Regions from separate parts of the Mus musculus genome. Here regions 2 and 3 are each linked to region 1. A link is a contact called in public HiChIP or PLAC-seq data. All regions are on one chromosome and are shown on one strand. Each heading gives the region's core, a stretch centred on a gene start, on an enhancer-like site or on the middle of the called end of the contact. The rest is flanking DNA. Distances are from core to core; before and after follow the strand shown. Region 1 overlaps Slc44a5 (solute carrier family 44, member 5). Region 2 holds the start of Acadm (acyl-Coenzyme A dehydrogenase, medium chain). Region 3 overlaps Slc44a5 (solute carrier family 44, member 5).

What was found. HiChIP or PLAC-seq counts read pairs in DNA pulled down with a chosen protein or histone mark.
Region 2: a contact with region 1 is called in an H3K4me3 HiChIP or PLAC-seq map of the SCID.adh cell line, with 16 read pairs. The contact joins the promoter of Acadm here to the enhancer-like site in region 1. A contact is called at or near these places in 2 of 484 Hi-C or Micro-C datasets (nephron progenitors and pre-megakaryocyte-erythroid progenitors) and 3 of 115 datasets of contacts at active chromatin or transcription factors (the SCID.adh cell line, bone marrow-derived dendritic cells and embryonic stem cells).
Region 3: an H3K4me3 HiChIP or PLAC-seq map of the SCID.adh cell line shows a contact between it and region 1, with 28 read pairs. The contact joins two enhancer-like sites. A contact is called at or near these places in 9 of 484 Hi-C or Micro-C datasets (the AtT-20 cell line, cortical neurons, embryonic stem cells and 4 more), 3 of 115 datasets of contacts at active chromatin or transcription factors (the SCID.adh cell line, T-cell acute lymphoblastic leukemia and fetal liver) and 3 of 9 other capture datasets (adipose tissue, liver and pancreatic islet).

Annotation. Positions count from the first base shown.
Region 1 is chr3:154,094,333-154,097,130 of GRCm38.p6, forward strand. All of the region lies in intron 1 of Slc44a5 (solute carrier family 44, member 5), which reads left to right. It overlaps Gm40185 (a long non-coding RNA gene), which reads right to left. Exons shown (of 3, transcript XR_003954594.1): 1 at 1-2,798. Among named protein-coding and RNA genes, the nearest start is that of Gm40185, 3.7 kb to the right of the region's middle. Within about 2 kb of position 1,384, at least 2 of the 459 cell types and tissues checked have an H3K27ac peak or open chromatin away from gene starts, as enhancers often do. A contact at or near this core is called in the SCID.adh cell line, where this site is marked.
Region 2 is chr3:153,943,259-153,946,056 of GRCm38.p6, forward strand. It overlaps Acadm (acyl-Coenzyme A dehydrogenase, medium chain), which reads right to left and starts at 1,385. Exons shown (of 12, transcript NM_007382.5): 1 at 1,138-1,385. The coding sequence starts at 1,167.
Region 3 is chr3:154,225,235-154,228,032 of GRCm38.p6, forward strand. The region is part of intron 4 of Slc44a5 (solute carrier family 44, member 5); the gene reads left to right. Among named protein-coding and RNA genes, the nearest start is that of Gm40184, 22 kb to the left of the region's middle. Within about 2 kb of position 1,352, at least 4 of the 459 cell types and tissues checked have an H3K27ac peak or open chromatin away from gene starts, as enhancers often do. A contact at or near this core is called in the SCID.adh cell line, where this site is marked.

The DNA.
Region 1 (2,798 bases), core at 134-2,633:
TAGAAGATCTTTATGTGGTGTCTCAGGAGATGATTGCTCATAAATAGTTGTGTGTAAAAGAACTTTTTTTTTTTTTTAAAAATTCATAAGACATCCTTGAAGGCCCCTTTCTTTTTTGAAGGGCAATTCTTCACTTTAAGAGGCAGGACACATCGATTCTGCTTTTCATTTGTCTCATAAGCACAACATTTTTTTTAGCCCAAAGGTGTAATATATTTTTCATTTTACACCATAATATTTTGCTATATCATGTGCTTTTTGGTTTCAGGGTGACATAAGACTAGGAAAGGGAAGGAAAAATAAATAAATTCTCTGTGTTTTGGCTGGGAGTGGATATCAATCTGCATTCAAATAGGCAGCATGGTGGGACTGACTTCTCACCCAGTCTGCGCTGGCATTCTTTAACTCTGGAATCTCATCCATGAACCACTCACCAAGCCTTACTGACTATAGTGACTACAAATAGGTTGCTACTCCTTAAAGAGTAGCTGACATAGGTGGTTGGTAGTTTACCTCTGGATATTATGAGGATCTATCTAGTAATGGATGTGAAGGAAGTGGCTCCAAATACCACTGCCTTGTTCCGAGATGGGAACGAGCAGAGCAAGAGTGTCTTCACAGGTTACACAGAGTAGTGATAGATGTTCTTAATTACCCGTCAGAGCCTCAGAGGGACCCCATGTCTCTGTGAAAGCTGTGTGTGAGCAGTTCTCATATAGCCGCTTCCTCTCCACTCTCAACCTTCGAAATGGTGCACAGTCTTTTATGCAATTAGCCTTGTAGCGTGTTCAATCATTCTGTTACTTTTGGATAGTGGAGTACTGCCATTTCCCCTACAGTTCTTAACGTTGTTGTGATGGATAACTGGGAAACTGTCCCCATATTTTGACTTTCCAAGGATGTCAACTTTTAGAGATGATGAGTTGTGTAAGAGTAGAAAACTAATTCAGTTTTCTGCTCGACATTGAACAAATATCCAAGGACAAGGCAGTTGGCTACAAGCTGGGAAAGGGTGGGAAAGGTAAATAGGAAAAAGGCTTACTCGGGGTTGATGTGAATTTTTTTCCCGTTGTGAGAATATTGGCAATATAAAATAATAATAATAACAACAACAACAACAATAATACTCTGGTGGTTTGAATGAGAATATCGTCCGTAAGCTCATGTATATGAATACTTGATCCCCAGTTGGTAGAACTATTTTGGAAGGATTAGAAGGTGTGACCTTGTTGGAGGAGGAGTGTCACTAGGGTCAGGCTTTGAGGCTTCAAAAGTCTCCTAGCAGACTCATGTGCCCTCTGTCTCCTGCTTGCAGATCAATAAGTGAGCGCTCAGCTGTTTCTTCCACTATGCCTTGGTTCTGCCATCATGGATTCTAAGCCCTCTGGAACTGTAAGCTCACGTAAATGCTTTCTTTTACAGGTTGTCTTGGTCATGGTGTTTGATCAGAGTGGTAGGAAAGTAACGAACGGGTCAAGGCAACATAGAAGAAAGACTTTATTTGGGTTTACTTTTCCAGAAGCATAGAGTCCATCATTGGTGGGGAGGTATTACTAAGATCAGGAAGCTGAGGGAGAGAGAAAGACAGAGGGTGGGGGAGGGGCACAGTCTGAACTGGAAACATAAAGGCAGAGAGGATGTGAACTGGAGTGGGGTGAGAGTACTTACTCTAACTCTTGCCCTGGTAAGACATTTCCTTCAGCAGGGCTGCAACTCCTAAACCTTGAAAACACTGCCACCAACTGAGAACCAAGTGTTTAAATATACGTGTCTCCATGCAGGGCATTGCTCATTTGAACCACCATAAAAAAAAAAAAAAAAAAAAAAAAAAAAAAAAAAAAACCAACAGAGATTTGTGGATGATTTCAGTTTCACTGTCTAGATCAGTATGCATGTGCATGTGTGCCACATGTGTTTATGGCTACAGAGGCTAGAAGGGGGTGTTGCATGTATACCTTTGTGCTTGAGTTTTAGTTATAGACAGTGCTGAGCTACCCACTTAGGGTGCTAGAAACTGAACATACTTGAATCCTTAGGAAGGGCAGAAGAGCTCTTAACAGCTGAACTGTTTTTTGTTTTTAAAACAAAATCCCATTTGTTCAATTTTACCAATGAAGACACAGAAGGCAGATGCTGGGGTAGAAGCCTGATGCTGAGAGAGGCAGAGAAAGCACCAGGTGCCTTTCCTCCTCAGCTGACAACCCTGGAGGCATGCACCTCTCTCACACTGTCTCAAAACACCCTTTTTTAAACTGAATGTCCCTCCTTTCTACTTCCTGTGCATCTCTGTCCTCCCGGCTCCCTTACTCTCTCTTTTTTATTAACGATCCTTTGTTCACTTACGGTCAACTGGTTGCTTGTTCCATCACTTGACCCATGGTTGGCTTTATTTAATCTCGCTTACAACATTCAAGCAGAAAGCTCTTGGATTAAAGGTGTGTGCTAAGGCTGAGCCACACCTCAACTAGAAACAGGTTTTTCTGGCAAAGAACACAACCTCAGGGTTCACAGTGTGATCAAATATCCTGCAACAGCTATCTCCCTAGCCCTCTTTGCCCCCGTTGAATAATTTATCAGAATTAGTTGAATGGACTCTAAAAGTGTCTAGGAGCTATACAGTCTCATACAAATGGCCAGTGTTATAGGTGAATTGATTAAATAAATATGCAGGGAATTGTGCATTTATAAATTAGTTCAGATGTTCCAGTTCTATTAAAAAAAATCTTGAAGGAAAGGGTTCGTTTTTTATTTATTTCTTTCTTTTTAAGATATTGAAGCCCTGAAAAGCTGAGCTTACA
Region 2 (2,798 bases), core at 135-2,634, 150 kb before region 1:
AGGCTCACTAATCCTAGGAGATAACTGGAGATTATTAAAATAAGACAGCCAGGCTTGAAGGCAGAGGTGAAGCTGTGAGCGCCGCACCACCCTGGACTACAAAATGAGACCCAATATAAAGAACGACGACACTCTGAAACTCTAAAGTCAGAAGAGAATTGCGTTTATTATTCCTGGCTCTCTGCCAAAACCAAGGAATTCCAATATGGGAACACTACTAACTTTAGTCTTCAAGCCCGCAACTACAGCATAACTAAGTAACGAATTACTTAGAAATTTGACTCTTGGTTTTATCCCGGTGTGAAAAATAGGATAAAGGAATGCATTTTCTGTTTTGTTATGGTGTTAGACTTTCCCTCTCTTGTCCTTGGAGGCACCAAGAAACCTGTAGTTCTGTTGTCAGAATAAAAAATAACTTTAAAACCCTTCAATTTCTGCTTTCAGAACCTGTTGAGTTGTATAGTAATGGTGTTGTAAATTCTAAAACTACAGCTTTCGGTGCCAGAGGCAACTTCAGTCCAGTTTTAGGTGGTATAAATGGAGGTTTGTACGAACACATCGCTAATATAACAAACTAGTGGTTAAAACAGCTTAGGAGACAAAACTCTGCAGGGTACAACATTTAGAAAGCAAGCTTCATGAAAATTCTTCGGTAGGCTTGTCTCCCTTTTGTTTTTTGGAAGGGTGCCTGTACATCACAAAACCACAGGCGTCCTAACCCTGTTGGTGCGAGCGGAGCGGCCCACTTCCCTTTCCTTCGTGTTGTGCCTGTGTTCTGTGCACACCCAGGATCAACCTGTTTGGATCCTAACACTTGTTCACGCCCGTGGCTACAGAACCACACACTGATGCCTTCCTGGGGTGGGACTACAGTCAAAGTTTTTTGGAAGTGATCGCCTCTGCCACAGCAGGGTTCTGACACCGGGTTCCCTTCAAGAAGCGTGGGTGACTGGAGAGAAGTGGCTGAGCCCATTGACCCAGAATGAAGCAGGTCCGCAGGGCCACGCCTGCAGGGGTCAGAGCCCGGAGATCAGTGAGGGAGGGCGGCAGGCAGCGCGGGGGGACGCCCGCAGGCTCCCGCTTTCCCCCAGGCCGCGTAGGGCCGACCCTCCCGATACCACCCGGTCACCCGCTCACCCTGCAGCCTCTGCGGAACGCCGCTGCCATGATGGCTCCTCGATCTGCTGCCTCCGACCACCTCCGTGCAGCAAGCAAAACGGACGGGGGTCCCGCCCCCAGGAGGCGTGGCTTGGAGGGAGGAGAGGGGCGGGCCTTAGACTCTAGGGGTGCGGAGGCGTGCGGGTCAAAGTCTGCAGACCTCGGGGGCGTGGCCTAGGGAGTCCCTTTACACACAGATGAGGTCTGAGCTCTCAGACTGACTTCGGCTGAGAGACAGAGGGATGACGGGTCCAAGCAGAAGACCTTGGGCGTGGTCTTTGCAGGCTCAAGGGGTGTGGCCTGGGAGGCGGGGCTAGATGAGGGAGGGTCTCGGGTCCGGACCTGGGCCAGAAGAGGGAGTGGCCTGAAGGCCCTCTGCGCATGCGTCCTGCTCCCGACCTTGCCCGAGCCTAAACTTCTGTGCTTGGCCCGGAGAAGAAGACTGTGTGCCCAGTGTCACCGGAGCCCGAAGGTCACGTTCTTTCCAGAGGGCTGCCCGGGAGAGCTGGACCCGAATCTAGGCCAGAGGGCGCAGCCAGACGTTTCTAGCAGTCAGCTGTGACCTTTACTTGGAGAGTCAGATTCTTTATGGCTCCGGTATTCACTGGAACAACAAATTCTGGGCTAGATCGATAGGTAGTCTGTACTCCTTAAAATTTAAATAGGAAATTAGCTGCATGTGTAGCCAGGGCGACTAAGACATCTCAGTGCCAGGAGACTGAGAAGGAAGATCACTGCGAGTTTGAGGCCAGCGAGAGCCAAGTAGCAAAACCTAAACAAACCAAAGCACAATAGTGTTTATTTCATCTATTTTTCTGAACGTTTTCAAGGCTACTTATTATCCACTTATATAGATGTGGGAAGCATCCTTGGGAACCCAAGCTGAGCCTATCCAAAAGCTCCCCAGACAGTGAACATTGGGAGTGAAATTTTGCTCATGAGTTTGTAAACTTTGCTTAAATTCCCATTGTCTTCCAGTTAGACCTTGTGTCTGAGATGGTAGCTGTGGTGTTATAAAGATGAGAGATTATAAAACTTCTTAGTGTTGGGTACCTTAGTTGCCAAAGATTAAGCTGTCAATAGTCCTCTTGCTCTCTGCTTCAAGGAACTGGGAGACAGGAGCTTATTTTTGAGACTAATGAACAATGAAAAATTCTCATCTTCTCTCTGTCTTACCTGTAGCATTGTCAGGCACACCAAAGCCTAGAAAAGGTATGTGGATTCCATTGTGAGATAAATGCTCAGATCTATAAGATTAATCTTTCAACATCAACAATCTTTCCTGAAACATAGTTTCTAATGGTTGTAAGGGAACATTCCAGAAAAAGGTATCTTCCTTTGAATGGCCTGCTAGTCTGATGAGCTGTTTAAACCTCTGATTGTGGAATGTTCCAGGTCCACAAACAACATTATCTGTGCCATTTTTAGCCTCCTTGGCAGCCATTTATTGCCTTCCTTTATGTGTAAGCTAACAGCTTTGTGACCATTAGGTACATTCTTTAGAATATTCAGGCACACACCTACCTCCCACCAACCAGATGGCAAATGTTGTCAGATAGCATTGGAAGCCTATGGCTTTTTTTTTTTTTCTGTAACATTTCTACTAAAGTATTTGAAAAGTACTTTGATGTAAATATGAC
Region 3 (2,798 bases), core at 102-2,601, 130 kb after region 1:
CTTTTTCCCAGTAGGACCTACATCTGATATGTTCAAGCATTTACCAATACTGTCACCTACTGGGACCTAGCCTTTGTGGATGGCCTGCGGAAGAACTTTCAGAGAGACTCATACTGTCTCCTGTCACAGCCAAAACAGCCACAATGAAACGAAGCAAGAAATTATAGCCAGTACCAGGCAGTAGACAGAATGGAATGCAAACAGTGTGCTTGTCTGTCAAAGGAGATTGATTAAATGGGCTCTAATATGATTATATAACGAAATACCATTTATCTTGGGCTCTGATATGATTATATAACGAAATACCATTAATCTTTCAAGGTATTATGTACAGCTGTGTTTTTGACGTGGAGATGTGCCTGATACGGTTCAGTTCAAGAAGCAAAGTTGGGCCAAGTGATGGCTCAGTGGGTAAAGGCTCTTGCTGCCACACCTGGCCTCCTGAGTTCATTCTGGAACACACAGAGTGGAAGGAGAGAGTTGTTCCAGCCTTTCAGGAAAGGGGCCAGGGAGATGACTTAACTAGTAAAGTGCCCGCTGTGTAGGCATGTAGACCTGAGCCCAGTCCATTCAAGTCATGTTTAAAAAGCTGGGTATGGTGACCCATGCTTGTGACTCAGTGCTGGGGAGCCAAGGCAGGCAGATCACCAGATCACTGGGCTCACCAGACAACCAGCCTACTTGGTGAACTCCAGGCCAGTTAGGAACCCAGTCTTTAAATAAGTGGTTGATGCCCAAGGAATGATATCTGTGGTTAACACACACACACACACACACACACACACACACACACACACACACACACCAAAGCATACCAGAGGCAATGAAATGGACTTTCATGTAACTTTTGACCTAGGACTAGCTGATAAAAATGTATTTATTAAAGTAAGGCAGGAAATAATGTGCATATTTCTGTGCCAGGATGCAGTAGGCACATCTCAGGATGAGTAAACCCAAGTCAGGGCCACGCTCTGGTCAGTGTAGCCACCGGGGTGATTGTATTTGTGCTGTGATAGCTTTGCAGCTGACCCTGGATTCATAATACGTAGGAGAGATTCCTCATAACTAGGCGCAGAGCCTTGTGTTGAGAGGGCGTTGTCATACCTGGGATAGTGAGGAATCCTGACTTTTATGCTTTATCTACTCCCAGTGGGAAGGACTGTGGGAGAAACACTGATAGTTTCCTGAAATTACAAACCAGATTTAACCACAGCTTCAGAGGGCACAGAAATGTAGCTACGTGTAACTGTGTAACTTTCTCTGCACAGGGGAAATTGCTCACTACGTTTGGCTTCAAGGCCTGTTAGCTGGTCCACTAGAAAGCAGGAATTTGGTTGGTTGTGGCTCCACCTTCTGGGTACTGCAAGAACTTCAGCTAACAAAGATTGCTGGGAGGGTTTTCAACAGAGATTGTGCACAGATCCCTGACTGGGAAAGAAAACAACTTTCAGGTCTCCATAGAACTGTTCACAAAATGACGACTGTCCCACAAATCTGTTCGAATACGTGACCAACCCCAATCCTCCTATTCGATTTAATTTTTAAATTTTGCATGAATTTGGACATAGATCCTGTGTCTCTAGAAGGCATCTGGTAGACCAAATTTTGCCCCAATTTTTAAAATTTAAAATAACTATATGTACTTGAAAGCAAATTACATGGTAATGAAGAACCTGTAACAAAAGGAGTGGCCACCCACCTTGACATTTTGCCCATAATGTATTCCACAATGTATACTCTTTCCTGTCTCAGGTTTAGTTCCGGCAATTTAATAAAAGCGTCTTTTGGTGGTGTTCTTATTCTATTAGTTGATACTTTGTTACCTTTAGGTGGTATCCATTGATAACCTGCCCTGGAAAACCAACTTTGTTCCTCTTTTTATCCACACGCCCACGTCTGAGCTTAGATGGCTTTCTGGCCCCTTTCAGTAGGATATTGATAATGTCCCTCTACTTCTTGTCCTAACTTGACAGTGTCTGGGATCCTCTTTGTGCAAGAGAGTGATATCCCCCCGCCCCCACCATCTTCCCTCTGGTTTTCCTTTTCTGTTCCACTATGCAGTTTCTATATTTACTTTCTCCTTTGCGCGGTCCACTTTGTCACCATGCACACTTAGTGTTGTAACTTCAGCAGAGCCTGGCATGGTCTGTTGTGTTTGATACCAGGAGCTGGAAGCAGTGAATGACTTCAATTTTACTGTAACTACATAATCCTTATTCACTGCCAGGCTGTGTTCTTTTGTCTCTACCAAGCTCCCATATAAAATCATTAACTGCACTTTAATAATAGTGTAAGATCAGCCTGCATCTTAGTTTGTCTCAACATAGAGAAACACACACACACAGAGAAACACACACATATGCACACACTGATACACAGAGACATACACCCACATATAACAGAGACAGACATACAGAGACAAGACATACACGCACACACACACACACACACACACACAGAAATACACACATATGCACACACAGGCACACAGAGACATACACCCACATATATACAGACACACTCACAGAGACAGACATACAGAGACAAGACATACACACATAACACACACACACAGACATACACTCACATAGACACACACACCAAACATATACACAGATACATACACACACACACACACAGAGAGAAACACACATAAACTTCACACAGAATTCTAATAAAATATTTATTTGGTGCTGGATTTTATCTTAAGTACTATAATGGTTAATGTTGGTTGTCAGTTTGAGACAATTTAGAATCACAATGGAAATCACCCCTTGGCACATCTTTTGTGAGGGAGG